Regions from separate parts of the Oryctolagus cuniculus genome. Here region 1 is linked to region 2. A link is a contact called in public Micro-C data. All regions are on one chromosome and are shown on one strand. Each heading gives the region's core, a stretch centred on a gene start, on an enhancer-like site or on the middle of the called end of the contact. The rest is flanking DNA. Distances are from core to core; before and after follow the strand shown. Region 1 has its middle 15 kb from the start of TOR1B. Region 2 overlaps PTPA (protein phosphatase 2 phosphatase activator).

Region 1 (4,660 bases), core at 1,171-3,670, 390 kb before region 2:
GTCTGCGTGTGTCACGGAGGTCACGAGGGGTCACAGGTAGGACAAGAATGTCCATCTGTGCCGCTGGCACCGCTGCAGGGCGCTCAGCACGCAGCGCGCACGGCGTGGCCCTTAGGCCCTGCGCTGTTCGTGCGTGTCCGTCCACCCCCTTCCTTCAGAGATCTCTCACGAGGCCACTTCCGGCATCTCGTGGAAAAAGTGGAATCAATTAAGTTGATTTTGGTGCAAAAGAACATTGAAATCCATACGCGGTTTTTTCATGAACACTTTGAAGACCTGGATTTCAAAACGTTTGCATCAAAGTTAACATATTCCTTTACAACCTTTTTAAAACTTATTGGATAGGCAGAGTGAAAGAGATCTTCCATCTGCTGGTTCACTTCCCAAACAGCCACACGACCTAGGGCCGGGAGCTCCATCCGGGTCTCCCGCGTGGGTGCAGGGGCCCAAGCACTTGGGCCACCCTCCACTGCTTTCCCAGATGCATCAGCAGGGAGCCGGATAGGAAGTGGAGCAGCCGGGTCTTGAACCAGTGCTGCTATGTGGGATGCCAGCACTGCAAATGGAGGTTTAACCCACTCCACCACAACGCTGGCCCCAACTAACTTGTCTTTTAATTCTGGTTTCCCCAAGTGTTTCTTTATGTTATTTTGTAATATAAATTATTTATTTGGAATTATATATATTATATAAATAATTTATTTGGAAGTCAGAATTACAGAAAGAGAGGCAGAGATACAGAGAGAGAGAGAGGTCTTCCATCCGCTGGTTCACTCCTCAAAGGGCTACAACGACCAGGGCTGGGCCAGCCTGAAGCCAGAAGCCAGGAGCTTCATCAGGGTCTCCCGTGTGGGTGCAGGGGCCCAAGCACTTGGGCCGGCCTCTGCTGCATTAGCAGGGAGCTGGTTCGGAAGCGGAGCAGCCAGGACTCGAACCGGCACCCACAAGGGATACCAGCATCACGGGCAGCGGCTTAAACCACCACGCCACAATGCTGGCTCCAGCACTCAGCTCTTAAATTCACAGCTCTGAGTTTTCCCCTGTGTGGCTGCTCCCAGACCTCCCCACCAGCGGGAGACACAGTCCCTTCTCAGCGCCTGCGGAGGCGGGGGTCCCCTGGGTCCTGCCCTGGTCACACCTGCTGCTCTGGGCCCAGGCTGCCCGCGAGGCTGTCCCCTTTGCAGGTCTTTCTCAGGCCCTGTTGCAGCACAGTCTCACTGTCCCCCACCTCGGGCTCCCCCAGCCCCCAGACACCTGAGCCGGCCACTGCCCTTCTTGTACCCCAGAGCTCGGTGCCCCGGCTCAGTCTGAACTCTGCAGAGCAGTCTTTGCCCACAGCCCGCGCGAGGGGACGGAGGAGGGACGGGACGTCCCAGGTTGCAAAAGTGGCCCCTGCGGAGCAGGACACGCCCACGGGCTGTCTGACTCCTGCACCAACACTCTTTCCGCTCCACTGCACACACGCGTGAAGGAATGAACACGTGACCTAGCACCAGGCTGTCCTCAGACGCGAAGCTCCCTTTGGAAAAACCCTGCGGCCACGGCTTGCCCGCCGGATTTAGCTGGTGGTCACTCTCTTGGCTGGAGAAGAGGACGAGGGCGTGGTGGGGATAGCAGGCAGGACGGGGTGGGGGGGGGCAGCGGGACGCAGCATCGAGGGGCTGAGCTGGCTCTGGGGGAAGCCCCCTGCACTGGTGACTTTGCTTCCGGGGCGGGGGGGTTGCTCTTTGCCCAGCGCCCGGAGCCTGCCCTTGGAGAGTGAGAGGCAGAGGCGAGGCCCTCACCGGCCTGTGGTTTGCGTGAAGAGCAAAGCTTGCGTAAAATGGAGGCCCTGGCTGCCGCCCAGGCCCTGTCCCTGGCTGAGTCACGCTGGGGAGAGAGGGAGGACAAAGCAGAGCCCAGAGCCCCTCGGGTTTCCAGCTGGCCCAGGCCTCCCGCGAGGGCCGGGGTACGAGGCTGGAAGCAGCGCCAGGCCTGGGCGGCTGGGGGAGGGGTGGGGGAGGAGGGCAAGGGGTTGGGACCCTGAGCTGGAGTGGGGTCCAATCACCCTCAGCCGCACACGGCTCTGCTCCGAGGCCCCAGGCCCCTGGGCCTCACGCAGCCCCGAGGCCCTGCACCAGGTACGCGGCCGAACCTCAGCAGAGCAGGTGGGAGTGGGGGAGAAGCGTTTACACACACACACAGGTGTGCACACACACACAGGCGTGCACACACACGCAAGCACGCGTGCACACACGCATACACGCACACACACATGCGCACACGCCCTGGTAATGCCTGAAAACATGCCAGGCACGTCGCCCGCCTGCAGGGGCTGGCTGGGTTTCCGGGCATGAGATAGGAGGCGCAGGGCCTCCTGGGGCTGTCACGCCGGGCTGCAGCTTGTGCCCAGGCAGGGGCGGGGTGGCCTTGGCAGGCTCCGGCCTCAGGCGTGCCGCTCCCCAGCCCTGGGATGACTTCCCGGCACGCAGAGCGCACGCACTCCCTTTCTGCTCCCCCGAGACCCTGGGTGGGGTTGGAGCGTCCAGCTGGGTCCAGCCACACCCCGCTCCGGGCTTCAGCCCCCGCTCAGCCAAGCCCTCCCCACGCCCCGGGGCTCTCTGCGGAGTCTTTTATAGATGTTGGTTGAGTCACGTCCTTATCCTGAACCCCAATTTTCTCATCTCTAAAATGGGGATCCTAACAGCCCCACCCATGAAGACAGCCGCAGGGAGACAATGAGCTCACACATGGAAAGCACTGGGGGCCGGGACACAGCTGGCTAATTGCTGGCATTAATTTGGCGGCTAGGGTGGAACACCCCAAGCCGAGGCCGGGTCTCTGCTCCCCCTGTCTGGGAGTGAGAGCCTGCTCTCTCTGGCCAGGTCCTACACTTGGCTGGAAGCCAGACTGGGTCCGCTCAGCCTCTGGGCCCCCTCCCCCCCCTGGGGGGGGGGCTTGGTGGTCTCGTCTCTCCGCGGCCGCCCTTGGCATGCTCAACGGTGACAGGGTCCCAGTGCCAGCAGCCAGACTCCTGCTTGGAGAATGCGCGACGGGAAACACAGTGAGGAGGGGGCTGCTGGCAGCGAGGGGCGTGGCCGGCCACCGTGTCCTGTCTGTGCCAGCGCAAGGTGACAGCGGGCAGGCCCTCCTGCGCGGGCAGTGTCCTGGAGCCCCACGTGGTCGGGACAGGTGACCGAAACTGGCTTTTGGAGGAGGGGAGGCTTTGCTTCCAGGGGCGCTGAGCACCCAACAGAGCAGAGGGGGGTAGCCCCGCCTCCGAGGCAGGGCAGAGGGGCAGCGAGGACCCCGGGGGCCAGGGCTTTGCTGCAGGGAGGCCTCACGAGGCACAGGGCGGGATCCAGGGCTGGGCCTCGTGTGTCCTGAGTGGCTGCCGTGTTTACGGTGGCTTTCCCGCAGTAAAGTGTCCGCGCCCCGTGTCCCAGGTCTGGGCCTGCGTTTGAAGCCCCACTCCCGCTCCTGACTCCAGCTTCTTGGTGATGCGGATCCTAAGCGGTCAGGTGCCGCTCACAGGGGATTCCTGCACTTTGACCCCGCGCTGCCCCGGCGGTTGTGGGTAGTTAGGGAGTGAACCAGAGGAGGGGAGCCCTGGCTCTCTCTCCCCACCCCCGTCTCTCCGCCTCTTGAATAAAGTAGAAAACAAACGAAAAATCGCCTGCCCTCTGCGTGAAGTTGTTGCCCCTTTGAATCCCAGCTGCTAAAATACCAGCAGTAGCAGCGATGGTCTGCAGTTCAGCCGGCACAGTTCTGTGGTCTCAGGGGTCCTGGGAGGCAGGTCTATCGTACCCACTTTAGAGATGGAGAGAGTGAGGCTTTGGGCGGTGCTCTCACAGGCAGGGGTGGCGCCTGACGGGGCCCAGGCACTCATGCAGGGTTGTGCTCCTTCCTGCTCCTGTAGGCTACGGGGGCAGGTACATGGCCTCTCCAGCCTCACCTTCCCCTCCCCTAAAAGCGGGGGGAGATTCACCGCACGAGATGGCTGAGGTAGCACTTTTCCAACGGTCAAGCTCCATGCTGGGTTTGCCACTACTCTGTGTGCTCTCCATCCCGCTCTGGGGTGTGTGGCGTGGACCTCGAAGGCCCAGATCAGCCGGGGTCTGGGGCAGCCTCAGCGTCGTGATTCGCGGGCTCGGGGGCTGGACCGATAGGCTGGTCTGAGAGTCTGACCACACCCGTGACCTTGACCCAGGAGGGTGTCGAGTCCTAGAACACTCGTTACACGGTGAAAGGCAGGTGAGGTCGGCCTCCTCCTTGGGGAAAGATGCCCGGCCACGGCGGCCATGGCGGCAGCCACGGGCCACGTGTGGTCCCCGGGGGCCCAGCGAGTGGGGAGCCCACACAGTCCGTTGAGATAACTCACACCGGATGGTGAGACCGGGCCCGAAAGAAAGTGTCAAGTGTCTGATGAGTGATTCCAGAATTCTGATTATGAGTGAAACAATGATGCCCTGCTGGGAGAACAGCTCGCTTCCCGCACCCCTGCTACTCTCAACGCCCTTCTCCTGCTACTTCCTGGAGTCGCAGAAACCCCTGGTTAAAGGCTCCGTCCGGTAGCTAGCACCCCTCCCTCCTTGTTTCTATCATTTTTAAAGGTGTACTTATTTATTTGAGAGGCAGAGCAGCAGAATCAGGGAGGGAGAGAGAGAGAGAGAGAGAGAGA
Region 2 (4,980 bases), core at 1,233-3,732:
CCACTGAGGCCACGCCAGCCCGGTGCCTCCCACACAGGCCTGCTGCACCCACACCGGGCCACTGAGGCCACACCAGCCCAGTGCCTCCCACACAGGCCTGCTGCACCCACACCGGGCCACTGAGGCCACGCCAGCCCGGTGTTTCCCACACAGGCCTGCTGCACCCACACCGGGCCACTGAGGCCACGCCAGCCCGGTGCCTCCCACACAGGCCTGCTGCACCCACACCGGGTCACTGAGGCCACGCCAGCCCGGTGCCTCCCACACAGGCCTGCTGCACCCACACCGGGCCACTGAGGCCACGCCAGCCCGGTGCCTCCCACACAGACCCCGGTGAGCACCAACAGCCTCTGGGCCGCACGCCTGTCCCTGGGGGTGAGCCCAAACCCGGCAGGAGTCTCGGCCGCGCCTCACCGGTTAAAGACCTTGAAGACGATGGCTATCTGGTCGTCCACGCGCAGCACCCCGATCTTGCACAGACAGCACAGGAAAGCAGCAAAGGCTGCTTCGTGCCCTGGGGAGAGACACCGGCCACGGCCACGGCCACGGCCACGCTGAGTCTTCCACAAACAGAGCCGCGACTGACCCTGCTCTCCCCGAGCCCACGTCACAGGTCAGCGGCCCTGGGAGGGGGCTTGATGCCAAGGCACTGGGGCTGCTTTCCCGTCCAGAAAGAACCAGGCCCTGCAGCCAGCCCAGGACCACCCGCTGCCTCCTCCGGGGCCCGGGCCGCTGACTTCCCCAACGGGCCTTTAGACGTAGCTGGCCGGCTCATCAAACCACTCAGCGACTCCTCTCTACGTATTCCTTAAGGATTCAATTTATTCAAAAGGCAGAGATACGGAGGGAGAGGGAGAGGGAGAGGGAGAGGGAGAGGGAGAGGGAGAGGGAGAGGGAGAGGGAGAGGGAGAGGGAGAGAAGGAGAGGGAGAGAGAGGGAGAGGGAGAGAGGGAGAGAGGGAGAGAGAGGGAGGGAGAGGGAGAGAGGGAGAGAGAATCTTCCATGCGTTGGTTCACTCTCCAAATGGTCACAACACCAGGTCACAGCCAGGAGCTGCCTCCGGGTCTCCCACGTGGGTCAGGGGCCCAGCACTTGGCCGTCCTCTGCTGCTCTCCCAGGTGCATTAGCAGGGAGCTGGACAGGAAGTGGAGCAGCCGGGACTGGAACTGGCGCCCGAGCGGGATGCTGGCGCTGCAGGCAGCGGCTTACCCACTGTGCCACGGTGTGCCCCTCTCAGTGTTTTCCAGTCTGGGGCGGGCTTTGTGGTGCAGAGGGATAAGCTGCCACCCACGACGCCTGCTCCCCGCGTCAGAGCACCCATTTGAGCCACCCTTGCGATGCAGCTCCCTGCTGGGAGTGCGAGAGGAACCAGTCGATGAAGGAGCTCTTTGTGCCTCTGTCACTCTTTCAAACAAATAAAAGAAATAAAGTTTTACGTAATTTTCACTTGAAAGGCAGAGTGAGAGAGGAGCCTTCCATCCGCTGGTTCACTGCCCAAATGCCCACGGCAGCCAGAGCCGGGCCAGGCCGAGGCCAGGGCCAGGAGCTCCATCCGACCTCCTGCATGGATGGCAGGCAGGGCCGGTCTCAGCCACCACTGCGGCCGCCCGCCAGTGCTCCCGGGAAGCAAAGCAGCCGACACGGCGCAGGCGTCCCAGGCGCCCCACCCTACCCACTGCACCTGCTACGTGGGCACTCCGACCTCCGACCCCGCAGGGAAGACAGGCGTTACACCCGACTCCCGCACCGTGTCTGCTCACAGACTGTCCAATCCCAGGTGCCGGGGCAGAGCCCACACACGCACACCTGTCCCCTCCCTAAGGAGTCGGATGGAGACCACTAATAAAACCGGGAGCGAGGCCGGGAAGAGAGCTGCAGAAGAAGCAGGCTGGGGCTGCGGGGCGTCGCCCGTGTGGACACACACCAGCGCTGCATCAGGGCCACTGTCACGTCAGCCACGCCAGGCTCAGCCGTCGCCGTCACCCGGAGAGCCCAGCGTGGCTGCCAGCAGCAACGGCGGCGCACGCTGGCAACAAGGAGGAAGAGCCCCGCCTTCCTTCCCAGGGTGCACCCAGCAGGAGTGGCCGGCCCCGCATGGAGGGCCAGCGGCAGAGCCGGGCAGGCCCAGAGAGCTGCGGCTGCAGCAGCGAGCGGCCATCGCCACTGCCCCGCCTCCCCGGGCCCCTCTGGCTCCCTGCTTGCTGGACCTGGCCCCATCGGCAGGGGACAGAGCTTTCCCAGGCCCCAGCTGCAAGAGGGCCTGTGCGCCACCTCCCCAGATGGAAAGGAAGGTGAGCCCTGCAAACAGGGCCGCCCTGGCCGGGGCCACGCATCCCTCTCAGCCAGGCTGGCCTGGACGACAGAGCCAGAGCTCAAGAGCACAGCCAAAGAGACGAAGAGACAAGGGCAGGGCCGTGGCCGTGGCGCAGCTGGGTAAGCCACTGCCTTCGATGTCGGCATCCCAGTTCAAGTCCCGGCCGCCCCATGTCCGATCCAGCTCCCTGCTGAGGTGCCGGGGAGGGCAGCAGAGGATGGCCCACGTGCTTGGGCCCCTGCCCCCTGTGGGAGACCCGCAGGCCTGCTCCAGCACTGGCTGTGGGGGTCATCTGGGCAGTGACCGTGTGCTGGCACATCTCTCTCTCCCCATCTCTGCACCTTTGCCTTCCAAAATACTGTAAGATCTTTAAAAAAGAGGGAGGGGCCAGGGGAGTGCACACGAGGCTGCAGTGGTCAGCAAGAAGCTCTCCCTCAGGCCGTCCGCCAGCAGCTGCCCGAGGCGCAGCCAGCGAGAGATCGCCCGGGTGACGTGCGCTGTCAGCGCTGTGCACGCAGGCAGCACGTCTGCGGCACCGGCGCCCCCTGGTGGACCAGGCCGAGGGCCGCGGCTCCAGGCCGCCCACACCGCCACGCCCCCACCCACGGGGGCCCTGAGCAACATGCGGCCCCCACCAGCAGGCAGGGCCTGCGAGCGGCAGCTACCTGTGCCGTAGTCGATGCGCGTGGAGTTGCCCACGGACTCCTTCAGGTACACGGCCACCTCCGGCACAGCAGCTGCCAGGTGGGCGGGCACCACGGCGGCCACCAAGCCCTCTGCTTCCTGATAACAAGAGACACCAGGTGGCCGCGGCAGATTCGGCAGCGTCTGGCCTGGCTCCCCGCTCTGCCGGGCCACAGGGGCAGGCAGAGAGCTGGCTCCACGCAGCAGCTTGTCCCGCGCACCCCTCCCTCCAGGGCACAGGTGGCGGCGGGGGGAGGGGGAGCGTGGAGGGGGGTCGGGAGAGCTACCCCTCAGCTCTCCCTCTGGGAACTCACTGGGGCTCGGGACCACTGTCCCGCGGCAGCTGGGTTGGCGCCCTGAGTCTACCCAGAGACACACGCCAGGGTGTTCCGAGAAGCCGAGGGGTGGGACCCGCGGAAAAGCCCATCACGGGCAATGAAGACCTGTGCCGTATACACGGTGGAGTCCACACTGCAGAGAGCCAGACCTGTGGCGTCACAGGACCACCGCCTGGGTCTGAGACACGCGTCAGGTTCAAAAACAAAATCAACTTAGGGATGGAAACCAGACGAGTCTGGGAGGGCACACGAGGGCCCTGCAGGAGCACTGGAATGTCTACGGCCTGACACGGGGGGCAGCGTGCGGCTGAAAGCCTGGAGATCCACGCTGCGGCTCTGCTTCGCCAGCCACCTCTGCTACAGGCCACCAGATCTTCAAGAGGACTAGGCTGTCGCAAGCCCGCAGGCTGCCCCAGGCAGGGCGTGTGCGTGTGTGCCTGTGCACGTGCGCGCCCCCTCCCCTCCGCTCACTGCCCACGGTGCGCCCAGCACTAGGACTGAGCTGACCCGAGAGTGTCCTAGAAGCGGTGGGGGTCTGGCCCCCCAGGCCTGACCTGCGCCCACACTGCTTTCCCACGGAGGGGCTGCCATCCTGCATTTCCGTGTCCGTCTGAGCAGGTAACACCTGCTCCGGCTGAGGGAGCCCCCGGGTCCTCCCACCGAGGTCCCTGAGCAAACGGTGGCTCACCACAGCCACTGGCCCCTGGCCCCTCTGTCCTGACGGCAGGTCAGCGAGTCCTCCCACGAGTTCCCCACACAGCCCCCTCGTCCTCTCCCGCGGCTGCATGGCTGTCCAGTGTGGATGGACGGCTTTATTTAACGGCCCCCACCAGCCCCTGGACAGACAGCCCCGTGTCAGCCCCGTGCCGAGAGCGGCGCCAGCGCAGCCGCAGTCCCCGCCGATGGCGGGGCAGTTACGAGCACTTGGATCTGGTGGCTGACTCGCAAATTTGCACCTGGGACCCGGACATGCAGGGCTCCAGACACCTGCTCTCGGCAGCGCCGCGCCGGCCCGCGGCAGCCTCACCTCATCGAGCTTGGCGTACCAGGTCCTGTAGGCCTTGTTCCCGAATCGAGAGGGCTGGTCCACGGGCGGGGTCTCATCGATCCAGCGGTCCAGCGTGTCCAGGAGGGCCAGCAGCTTCTCTACGGCCTGCAGAGGCGAAGCGCGAGGGGCCAGGCCCCGTCACTAGTGGACCCCAGGGTGGGGGGCCAGGCCCTGTCACTAGTGGACCCCAGGGCGGGGGGCCAGGCCCTGCCCGAGGGGACCCAGGCCGGCACGGACTGGCTGCTCTCCCCGCTCTCCCCGTTTCTTCCTAGCTGTCCTGAAAATGAAGGCGGCTCAGAGCAGGACGAACACGAGGCTGAGGGGCCGGGCCGGGGTGTCTCTGGCCGGCCTACCAGGAGGCACTGGACAACCACCGGCTCCAGCCCAGGTCGCACGTGGTCTGGTGCCGAGCTCGGGACGCCACCCATCAGGGGTGCGGCCCCGCCAGCCCTGGCACAGGCCCGAGTGTCGTAGTAGGCTGAAGGCCACGGGCCTGGGTCCTGGTCCTGCGTGAACGCCCTGCAGTCGCCATGAGACCACATGCAAGAGACCTGAGCTCCCTGAGCACGGGCTGGGGATGCGCAGCCGCAGGCCCC

The links. A called contact is a pair of places that touch in the nucleus more often than the background predicts.
Region 1: a Micro-C map of ear pinna shows a contact between it and region 2, with 2.4 times the contacts expected there. The contact joins two enhancer-like sites. A contact is called at or near these places in 2 of 6 Hi-C or Micro-C datasets (ear pinna and skin fibroblasts).

Annotation. Positions count from the first base shown.
Region 1 is chr1:232,631,926-232,636,585 of mOryCun1.1, reverse strand. No RefSeq gene overlaps it. Among named protein-coding and RNA genes, the nearest start is that of TOR1B, 15 kb to the left of the region's middle. Within about 2 kb of position 2,420, at least 3 of the 8 cell types and tissues checked have an H3K27ac peak or open chromatin away from gene starts, as enhancers often do. A contact at or near this core is called in ear pinna, where this site is marked.
Region 2 is chr1:232,244,288-232,249,267 of mOryCun1.1, reverse strand. It overlaps PTPA (protein phosphatase 2 phosphatase activator), which reads right to left. Exons shown (of 10, transcript NM_001082680.1): 4 at 4,364-4,489; 5 at 2,980-3,097; 6 at 415-514. Among named protein-coding and RNA genes, the nearest start is that of PTPA, 16 kb to the right of the region's middle. Within about 2 kb of position 2,482, at least 3 of the 8 cell types and tissues checked have an H3K27ac peak or open chromatin away from gene starts, as enhancers often do. A contact at or near this core is called in ear pinna, where this site is marked.